Linked DNA regions of Cricetulus griseus: region 2 is linked to region 1. A link is a contact called in public Hi-C data. All regions are on one chromosome and are shown on one strand. Each heading gives the region's core, a stretch centred on a gene start, on an enhancer-like site or on the middle of the called end of the contact. The rest is flanking DNA. Distances are from core to core; before and after follow the strand shown. Region 1 holds the start of Smco4 (single-pass membrane and coiled-coil domain-containing protein 4). Region 2 has its middle 21 kb from the start of Slc36a4.

The links. A called contact is a pair of places that touch in the nucleus more often than the background predicts.
Region 2: a contact with region 1 is called in a Hi-C map of the CHO-K1 cell line, with 9 times the contacts expected there. The contact joins the enhancer-like site here to the promoter of Smco4 in region 1. A contact is called at or near these places in 6 of 8 Hi-C or Micro-C datasets (the CHK-Q cell line, the CHL-YN cell line, the CHO-K1 cell line and 2 more).

Annotation. Positions count from the first base shown.
Region 1 is chr4:128,980,672-128,986,166 of CriGri-PICRH-1.0, forward strand. It overlaps Smco4 (single-pass membrane and coiled-coil domain-containing protein 4), which reads left to right and starts at 2,700. Exons shown (of 3, transcript XM_027410873.2): 1 at 2,700-2,833.
Region 2 is chr4:129,157,303-129,162,797 of CriGri-PICRH-1.0, forward strand. No RefSeq gene overlaps it. Among named protein-coding and RNA genes, the nearest start is that of Slc36a4, 21 kb to the right of the region's middle. Within about 2 kb of position 3,064, at least 1 of the 6 cell types and tissues checked has open chromatin away from gene starts, as enhancers often do. A contact at or near this core is called in the CHO-K1 cell line, where this site is marked.

The sequences.
Region 1 (5,495 bases), core at 1,450-3,949:
GGGCCATCCAAAGAAACACACCTGAGCAGAGCCAAAAGAAACACACTTTGGCCCTACAACCAGAGCCAAAGAAATGCACCCTGACCCTGAAATTAGAGCCAACAGGTTAAAAAGACCCAGTGAAAGAAACACACTTTGGCCCTGAAACCAGAGCCAAATCTTACCCTGAATCTGAGCAGAAAACCAACCAGTCCTTGACACAAGGGACTCAGGGACTGAAATCTGACCAATCCCCACCCTGGAAATCTTCTCCCCAGAAAACTCTGCCCCTAAGAAGCCCTATAAAAGCTCTGTGCCTGTTTGGCGCTCTTTCCACCCTGGCAGAGTCAGCCACTCTCCTGGACTCTTTTCTCCCAATAGATCTCTCTGGAGCAGGGAGGGAGCCTGGGAGGAGCAGAGCAGGGCTGTAACACTTTTGGGGGTAAACCTTCCCCTAGCAAAGTGGCGCTTTTATGTTTCACTCCACACCTCACAGGACCTGCGCTGAACTGTAACAACTTCTACAGGGAAGCCCTCCCCTGCTGGAGCAGAGCTGTTACACTGGGGAAGCCTTTCCCTGGAGCAGGGCTGTAAGCTGCTATGCTTACTGTTTCCCGTCTCAGCTGTAACACCCAGTATTCTGTGGCTCCTGAGTGCCAGAATCCCTTCCTATCCTACCTGCTGTAATGCTTACAATGCTTGGTAACTACACTGATAACGTTTTTTATGAAACACCTGTGTGCTCTAGAGATTGACTTATAGACTGGTCATTCCTTCTTTTTTGTTTTTGTTTTTCAAGACAGGGTTTTTCTGTCATTCCTTCTTAAAGGACTGGTCATGGAAGCTCTGGAGAAATCTTGTGCAAGAGCCACAGCTCTTAATAAACTAATAAATGTGTTACCACATAAGAGTGGCCTTGCTCCCAGGGTTGTCTTTGCTAGTCAGGTGACAGAGCCACCGCCCTGGGCTTTAAGGAAGTCCTTAAAGTGGTGGTGACACACCTTTAATTCCAGCACCAAGGAGGCAGAGATAGTGACCCGCCTGGTCTACAGTGAGAGTCCCAGGACAGCTAAGGCTGCACAGAGAAACCCTGTTTTGGAAAAAAAAGAAAAAACAAACAAACAAACAAATAAACCAACAAAACAAAACAAACAACAATAACAAAACAATGCAAAGATGTTCTCAAAAGAAAAAAATATAGTCTTTTTAGGGGCTAAAGAGATAGCACAAAAGTTAAGAGCACTTGCTGTTCTCCAGGGGACTCAAGTTTTAGTTCCAGCACCTTCAAAATGGCTCAGAACCTCCTGTAACTGAAACTCCAGGGGATGATCTGGTGCCCTCTTCTGGCCTCCTCGGAGAACACATACATACATGTAAATAAAAATTAACCATAAAATGGCCTTTATTTTCTGCCTGTGTCCCTGTGTGTCTGCAAGTACATGTGGAGGTCAAAGGTCAACACCAGTGGTCTTTCCTCTATGGTTGAGACTTGCTTTTTGTGAAAGGGTCTCTCATGGAACCTAAGAGCTCAGCCTTTTAGGGGGAGAGAGAGAAAGAGAGAGAGAGAGAGAGAGAGAGAGAGAGGAGGGAGGGAGGGGGGAGGGAGGAGGGAGGGAGAGAGAGAGAGAGAGAGAGAGAGAGAGAGAGAGAGAGAGAGAGGAGAGAACACACACACACAGAGAGACAGAAAGAGAGGAGAGAACATTATCCCCAGCATTTATGGGGTGCAAGGACCAGAACTTGACCCTAATGCTTGGGTGGCTGGTACTTCACTGAATCACCTTAGACCCCAAAGTAGCTTTCTTATTCCTATGTGTGTCCATCCTTTGATAGACCAGTAATAGAACAAATAAGCACCACGGCTATACTAAGCGGGAGGCATGATCTCTGTGGATCTTCAAACCACAACACTAGAAAGTAGGTTTCATGATATAGATAAGTTCTTTTTTGGGAAAAGGAGATTAGCTTTCCTGAGATGGTTCAACTTTTAAGTGGTTGATTTAAACCACTGTGTGTTTGTCCACACGTCCTTAGTAACATTTAGCTTAGGGCCTTGTGGGGCTTTAATACTGATGAGATAAGGAGCAAGAAATCCCATTTTGTTTATAAGCTGAACATGTGGGCACATGTATAATTTACAAGAAACAAACGCTCATCGGAGCATCCCCTTGTGAAAATCTACTTGGATGGCAGGGGAAGATCTGTGTTTTTATTTTGCTTCCTCATAAACCCCAGGCACAAACACAGGACAAACTTCCGCCATCAGGCACTGACCTGCACCAGATATAAAACTGTGCAGCTTCTTGAATGTACCCAAGGACCACCTGAACACAGTTCCGCAAGGGTGGCCACGCGAGGAATCCAGCGCCTCTGTTCACAGACCGCTTGGCAGGACAAGCTCAACTCTCCATGTAGAACATACTCCCAACCCCCTAAACCTTCCCTTCTTCCTCAACAATGGCGGAGGTGCGTCTGGGTGTACCTGGCCTGTTGGCAGTTGACCATGCAATAAAGCACTTCGCTTTTGCAAGACAGACCCCCGCCTCCCCTTCACTGGTTCCTAGACTCAGGGTGCGTCAGGCTTGGCCGCCTCCGCTGGGCCTGCCAGCCAGCCACGCGTGCGTCTGCATCTGGCGGCGGGCCAGGCATTCAGGCCTGCGGGGCGCCCGCGGGGTGCAGGGTGCCGCGTGGCCCGGCCCGCGTTAGGGTTAGGGCGCAGGATTCGGCTTCCCGGCGGCAGAGGGCGCCTGGCGCCGCGGTCCCGCGCCCTGGAGCCGCCCGCGAGGCGCGAGCAGAGGCGAGGCGGGCGAGCGGCGGCCCCTGCCACGTACCCGGCCGTGCGCGGCGGCGGCAGGTGGGCGCGGGGGCTGCGGGGACCGCGCGGCTCCGAGCGGGGCTTCGGTGCGCGGTGCGGGAGGCCGGGGCGCCGCGGGTGGCGCGCGCTGGCGGGCGGGACGGCTCTGCGCTCCCCGCCGCGCCTTCCAGGCCGGGCCGGGAAAAAGTTGGGGCGGCTCGCTGGCCTCGGGGACCGGGCGGGAAGTGCGGCACGGGCGGCCGAGGCCCCCCGCGGACACACGCGCGGCCCGCAGAGGGGCGCGTGTTTGCAGGTGGCGGCGGGCGGCCGGGGAACCCAGGAAGGCGGCGGGGACGAACTGGCCTCTATCCCCGCTGCGGCCCAGGGGGCCCGGCCCAGAGTTGGGGGCCCCTCGTGGCGTCCGGGGCCCCCGTGGGGCAGGAACTGAGCGTGGTTTCCTGCGTCGCGGGCTCCAGAACCGCCCCTCCCGGTGCCTCATTCACCTCACACTGCGGTGCGTTTGTCTTGGGGAAGTTGAGCGGGCCGCGGAGTGAACGGTATGTGTAGGGTGTTCTGAGGAGACTGGGATGGGACCGCATGAAGCACGCACACCCACCCACCCTCTCATTCCCTGCTCAATGCTGCGAAAGTCTGGGCCCCCTAGCGTTTAAGAGATTCCCGGGGCTGGGCCAGCAGCTGCCCAAAAAGCCACACAGCACATCCAGGCATAGTGTGTGGACATGGCTTCTGCTTTTCGGTCGTTGGATACTTCCCAAATAAGGTTTCAGCGGATGCCCATGAGTTATTAGAACAACCTTTGTGGTGCCCTTTGATGAACCAGATGACCCCCACCCCCACCCCCAAATAAACTTAGTATTCAAGACACCTCTATGCCCAGTCCAGTGCAGCAGCACACAGCTGTGGGCCCAGGCCAGGGGCCTCTTGAGTCCTTGGGAGAATCTCAGTGTGTCAGTAGGACATGACCTTGGGTGAGCCCTCTGGACCTCAATGTTGTTACCTGTGCAATAGGAGTAAAAAGCCAGATAATTTCTAAGAGGCAGAAATAGGTTTCTGAGGGACACTGAAGCCTTGTCTGACTTGCAGGTTCCTGTGTGCACATATGTTTGTTTCTACTTGCTCTCAGGAAGAAATTAGGATACTGTTAAAGGGAAGCAGAAGCTAAAAAGATTGACCACACAAAGCAAAAAAGTAATTATTGATAGTAGTTGTACATTGTGAGTGCTGTGCTCATGCAGGCAGTGGCTGCTCTGGGCTGCCCATTTGTTTTTGCTGTAAAACTGCTCCTAAAGCTGATAACATGCTGAACATATTACCCATGGGCATGAATGGTTTCTTTTCTTAGCTTCAAGTCTGGGGTGGTCGCTCAGTTGGCTTGATGGAGCCCTCCCTCAAGGACATGTCCGGATCTCATTATCCTGTTTGACTGAGCCTTGAGCAACTGCAACCCTGCTGTATCTTCTATTCCAGCTTAGAAGTGGTGGGGCTGATGTCCTATTGCATGTGGTGTTTCTGAACTAAGCTGATTTCTTTCAAGTGAAAGTAGTAAATAAATAGGCATGCGGTATGCCTGGGTGCAGCTGTTAAAAATAGCTTCCAGTAGCAGTGTATGCTGTGTCTACACCATTTCATTTCCCAGTCAAACCTAGGGCAACCCCTCTCCTGAACTTGGGGAAAACAATTTTTGGGTGCTGAGGGCAGTCACAGAATCCCGGTAACCAGGACTAACCAGCTTATTAATGTTCTCCTGTCCACTTGCACTCCCAGCTTCCAAATCCACATGTTTGGCTAGTTTCTTGGGAGTGGCAGTAACTATTAAGATAGTGTAAAATGGTATCTTAAACACATAAGGGCTTGACTAATTCCACCCAGCCCTTAAGATATGAGCAGTGTGTGCATGTGTGAATATGACTTTAACAGAGACGCTAAATTAACAAAAATCATGTTTTCAGCATAGTTACCATTTGGCCCCTGATGCTTTTTAGGCTTGGTTCACGGGTGAGAAAGCAAAGCCTTTGGTAGTGATGGGAAAGCAATTATAGGTATAAAAGGTTGCCATCTCTAAGTGATATCACACACCTGAAAATCAACATGCTGTCTTACTCAGGATGTTGGACCATGAGCACTGGAGGACACTGGGAGCCGCCTGTGAAGTGGATCTTGGGAGTATAGTATAAGTCCTGACTGAGCCCTTGGCCTCACCTCTGGCCTGAGATCTGCTGGTGTGAAAGGAGCCATGCTGCCTTCCCTCACCTGTAGGGAAGGCTGGCCCCTCCTCTCTCCTCGCTCAGGCACTCCAGATAATGGGATTGATTAAGTCTTCCAGTAGGAATTGTCCTCAGGGGAGAAAGGCTTTTTAAAGTACATTTTTGTCCTTATGAATAATTCCTCCAGCTCCTGCCTCCCACACCAGTCCCAGCACACACAGAGCACATCCCAGGGCCTTGGGCTATGCATGGGTTCAAGAAGGAACTGAACAAAATCAGAAGCCAGAAAGGGTTGGTCCTGTGTTGGGAGATGGAGGTGGTTTGCTTAGTTTCTGGATTTGTGTTCTTTTTTTGGTCAAGGAAAAGATAACTGAATTTGGGAGCTTCTGGGGGCCCTGAAAGTGGTTGAATATATGAGAAGGCATGGGCAAGAGGCCATGGAGGACCTGAATCTGGCTGACAGTAGGTGTGGAAGCACTTTCCACCCAGTCCTCCAG
Region 2 (5,495 bases), core at 1,814-4,313, 180 kb after region 1:
CCTATCAAGCAAACAGGCCGTGGAGGAGCTGAGAACTTGACACAGAGGTGGAGACACATTCTCCCTAAGGCATTCAAGGAAACGGAGAGAAAACAGAGAAACAAAGAAAGGGGGAATTAGCGAATGATTGGGGCTCAATCTCTCTCTCTCTCTCTCTCTCTCTCTCTCTCTCTCTCTGTGTGTGTGTGTGTGTGTGTGTGTGTGTGTGTGTGTGTGTGTGTGTGTACACATGTGTGTACCAGGGGTTGGCATTGGGATGTCTTCTTCTATGGCTCCCCATCTTATTTCTTGAGACAGGGTCTTTCTCTGAGCCCAAAGCTCACTGATTCACCTGGGCTGGCTGACCAGTGGATTCCTGGACACCACAAGTTTCTCCCCTCCCCCCTCCCCACTCTTCTTGTTTCTTTTTTCGAGACAGGGATTTTCTGTGTAGTTCTGGCTGTCCTGGAACTCACTTTATAGACCAGGTTGGCCTCAAACTCACAGAGCTCTGCCTGCCTCTGCCTCCTGAGTGCCGGAGGTGCATGTGCCACCACTGTCTGGCACAGCCTCTTTACATTCTTAGAGTCTACCTGTCTCTACTCCCCAAGCACGGGGACTACAGCTAAGCCCAGTTTTACATTGATTCTAGGAATCTGCAGCTCAGTCCCAGTGCTTGCTGTGGCTACTGAGCCATCTCCACAGCCTGTGATTGGGTCTCTGAAAAATGAATTTAGGGTGTTGGGGGTGTTCTGTGGAGAGAGTGGGAGAGGTCTGTGTTGAAAGTATCAAATACCAGGTGTTACCACAACAGTACTTTCATTTTTCTGGTGGTCAATTATTAACATAAGAAATATTGAGACTGACACATGTATAGAGTAGGTGCCAAATAAATGGTATCCAAATGAGAGACTAAAAAGAGGCAGAAGCAGACATTTGCTCTTATCATACTTAAATTCCATCATAAATCATGGAATTTGAGAATGAAGAGACGATGATGCCTCTTTGTCTACTGCCTTAATGACTGGCTTCAGGTCAAACACTTTAAAACCTCAGAATTGAATTTGAGGCAAGGATGAAAGAGAAAGATGTGGTAACTGCTGCATGGTTGCCTCTTAAAGACAGCAATACTTTGTAGACTAACAGAGAGCTACAAGATGACTTTTTTAGCTAAAAGGCTATCATGAGAGAATAGAAATAACCCTCATAAGTTATTTGTCATGTCATCTCTCTGGCCGAGAAATACAGAATTCACCAGTTGGTGATAACTATCCTCTACATTTGTATAGTCCTCCCATTCCCAAGGAGACCTCAAAGACAAGCCCTCCATTAAGTCTCACAGGATGTGAGCACAGCCTTTGAGATCCACTGTAAGATGCAAATTGTCTACATTTTAGTTGTGGTAGCATCATGAAGGGCACTTATATGAGAGAGCCCCTGACATGACACATCTGGTCTCTGTGGTAGAGTCCACTTCCTGGTTCTTGATGTGGATCTTACTGCACCCTGGGGTAAAATGAGGTAAAGTCCACTGCACCCCTGGTCTCTAAGGTAAAGTCCACTGAACCTCTGGTCTCTAAAGTAAAGTCCGCTGCACCCCTAATAAAATGAGATAAAGTCTACTGTACCCCTGGCCTCTGAGGTAAAGTCCACTGCACCCCTGGTCTCTGAGGTGAAGTTCACTGCCCACTGATCTCTGAGGTAAAGTCCATTGCACCCCTGGTCTCTGAGATGGTGCTCACTGCACCCCTGGTCTCTGAGGTGGCACCTACTGCACTCCAGCAGACAGCTTATAGAAAGTAGAATGAAAATCCCAAGGACAGCTCCATTATAATGGCTAGGGAACACAATCCATTGGTTGCTGTGGATTAAAATGTCATTATGTGGTATATGACCATTTTCTGAGACTCAAAATAAGTTCTGGGTTTCTAAATAACAGATTCATATTGACTTTCAGTTTAGTTTCCTGAAGACAGAAACAATCAGATACCTTGGAAAACTTGCTCTGAAAAGACACATATCCATTTATTAAGTGAGAGGAAGAGCTTGTGAGACTTAATTGAAGCTTTTTTCTCTGAAGCTGCTAATCAATCAGTGTTCATTAGGAAATATCCCCCCCCCTTTCCCATACAAGCACCACAGAGGTGCTTGGGTGCTGAGATCTACTAAGCCAGGAGGGACCCACTTGTAGGAGGGCAGGGTACTTGTGTGTTTGGCCTCACTTAGCACTGAGGTGCTCCTTGTGAGCAGTGCAGTAAGTGGGCAGGTGTGAGATGGGATGCTGGTGACAGGTGCTGCTATAGTCTGGCAGTCAAAAGACCAGAGTCCAGCCCGGTGTACAGGAGACAGTGGGAAGGGGGAAGGGCTGTGGGCCTCTCCTTACCACTCGCCCAGATGTGCCTACTGTCGTGGCATGGCCCCTAAGAATGAAAGGAGATTTAGAGCTGAGGGTAGATGATAACAACTAATCTTGGGAAACAGAGGTTTTTCTTTGGTTTAGAAAAATGCGGACATAATCTGTTTTGTGTTTGTGTGGAGACGTCATGCAAACCCCCATTCTCCCTCATTCTGCAGCATTCACCAATCTCCTGTGGTAAGCCAGACTTTAACGATGGATGCTGGGGATGTGATGAGGGACTGGACAGAAGCACCTGCTGCTTGAGTAGCTTGTTACATGCAACAGGAAAGAAAAAAGCCAATAAAGGGTCCGGGTGTTGGTGGCGCGCACCTTTAATCCCAGCACTCGGGAGGCAGAGGCAGGCAGATCTCTGTGAGTTCGAGGTCAGCCTGGTCTCCAGAGCGAGTGCCAGGATAGACTCCAAAACCAAAAAAAAAAAAAAAAAAAAAAAAAAAAAAAAAAAAAAAAAGCCAATAAAGGAATAACAACACAACAACACAACAGAGAAATACAGGGATCTGAGGAGTCCCAGAACAGGGCCACACAGCCTGGGGCCAGAGCTGGCATTTCAGATTGAAAACATGTTTAAGATGTGATGTGAAGGACTTCATCCTGTCTGACATGTCCCTCACCCCCACCACTGCTGTGGCCAGCACCAACCACAGTGACACATCTCTCACTCAGCATTTAGATCCCCGGTGTTGGGGCAGAATGTAGATTATTAAAAGCAAAGATAAGTCTTCGCATCCCCCTGTACGTGGGTTTTAAAATGGCACAGAAACAGATGAGTAACTGACTGAAGAGGGAGAAGAGTCCTGCAGAAACACCAGAGTTCACCAGCAGCAGGCCCAGTCTGGCCTGGGATTTACTTCAGCAGGGCCACTTTCAGCTGCTTGCAGGCCTGTTAGTTAAGGCTGCACTGCCACCATGAGGACAGTCTGGCTACTGTCAGGATTAGGACCCTTGTGACCCATAACTGCTTGGAATCGTGGCTTCCTGCTGAAGACAGAAATGACTCTGTGGAAAACCAAGGCCCGCCCACCACCCAGGGGCCCTTCCTCAGGCTCTCCCAGCCTCATTACAAGGCAAGGACAGAGAGTCTCCTGGTGGATGTGCACACACACTACAGGTTAGAAAAGCGGACATACAAAGGTGTCACGTTGCATTTCTCCCCTGGCTGACTTCTCTTGGACTCCCACTGGCCCATTCCTCCCACTGATCACAGGAAGGCTCAGCAGCCTTAAGCGGAGGCTAATACTCCCTCTTCAGTGTCCTCTCCCCTTCAGGGACTTTGCATTCTGGTACATCCTGGTTATCACTCCCAGGAGAAAATGAGGAGCTCTTTCACTGAGCCCCTCCTCACAGGTCTTTTGGTCAGCCCTGTCCACTGCTGGGCCCCCCAGGGAGCCAGCACCTAGAAAACTTGGACTGTAATCCAGTCATTCTGACTTCTGATACTTGACCCCAATGGTGGCTTACCTCTCTGAACTTTCTGTTTGTCATCTACAAAATAAATATCAATAGCCAGACCTATCTGTTGGGACTGTTGAAATCAAGGCATGTCCTGTGGTGCATGCCAGATCTGTATACATGTCACACACTACCCCTAAACTCCATGTATCTGCAAGGGTGCACACTCCAGCATAAAAGCAAAGGGAGGCACAGGAATACTGTGTTGGAAGTAACGTGGGTGTAGTAACTTACAAAGTACTTTTTGTGGATTTGAGGATCCATCAAGTAAGTTTAGATTTCCAGAAAGGGAGCTTCCTGTTGTGAAAATTAAGGAGGTATATTTTCTAGAATGAGGGATTAGGAAAGGACTTTTTGGGGGCTAGATTGAAGGCTCAACTGTTAAAGGACTTGGTCTTGCAGAGGACCCGGGTTCAGTTCTCAGCACCCATGTGTCAGCTCACAACCAGCTGTATCTCCAGCTCCAGCGGATCCAAAGCCTTCTTTAGACTTCTGAGGGTACCACACACACACGTTGTATGCATACATATATTCAGGCAAATACTCATACACATAGAATAAATGAAAGAGGAAGACTTTAATAGTAGCCTAGAGTGACAAGTGACAGATTGAAATAATCATTTCAAAGAAACGGAAACTAATATATGTAGACACGTATAACTGGCCTAGCTCTGCATTTTTCTTGTCTAGAGTGGAGATCAGCATTGGCCACTTGCAGGAGACGCTTATGAGACTGGGCCTGCTAAGGTTCCCTGTGGAGGGAGGTGGAAGGGTCACAGGGCTCAGGGGACATTAATGATATCCTCACTGGTCCCTTCTTCTCAGAGAGGTCACAGACACTGTAAACCACTGGGGTGAGTCGTTTTGGTAAGGTGGTTGCCTATATGCTGACCAGTGATCTCCAGGTGGTGTGGCCGCCTGTGAGTTACCCATGCACCTGTAAGAAACAACAATTAACTCACCATTTCCCCAAGCTGGACTTTTGCAGAGACATGTTTTTGATCTACTAGTTTCCATTCTCAGGTGAGCAGACATTTTGAAAACACAGAACTGTTACCTTCAGTGGCTGTTACTATTGACTGATTGTCAACTTGACAGGGTCTAGAATCACTGCAGAGCCAAGCCTCAAGGCATACCCCTGAGGGATTACCTGAATTGGGTTAGCTCTGGCTGGCTATGAGGGCTCATCATGATCAGGTTCAGGTGGGATGACTGGGCCGCTGTGAGCAGTTTCACTCCCCAGCCAGGCTCCCAGATGGAATGAAAAGGAAAAATGAGCTGATTGCCAGCATTCTTCTTCCAGCTGTGGAAGCGATGTGACTTCAAGCTCCTGCCCTAACATGATGGACTGTTCCCTTGAATTGTGAGACAAAACAACCCCCTCCTTGCTTTCTCCAGGATATTTTACACAGCAATGGAAAAGGTAACTGATACACTGTCTCTCCTGAGGGCTCTCCTGATGACCTGCACAGCATCCAGGGAACCAGGCAGAGAACTGGGGTGTGGAGTGCCTGCCACTGGCCTCCCCAGTGCCCAGGCTGCAACTTTCTTCACGAGAAGGAATTTCCCACTTATTTACTTACTTATTTCTTTTTGTTGTTGTTGTTTGGTTGCTTTTGTTTATTTTGAGACAGGGTTTCTCTGTGTA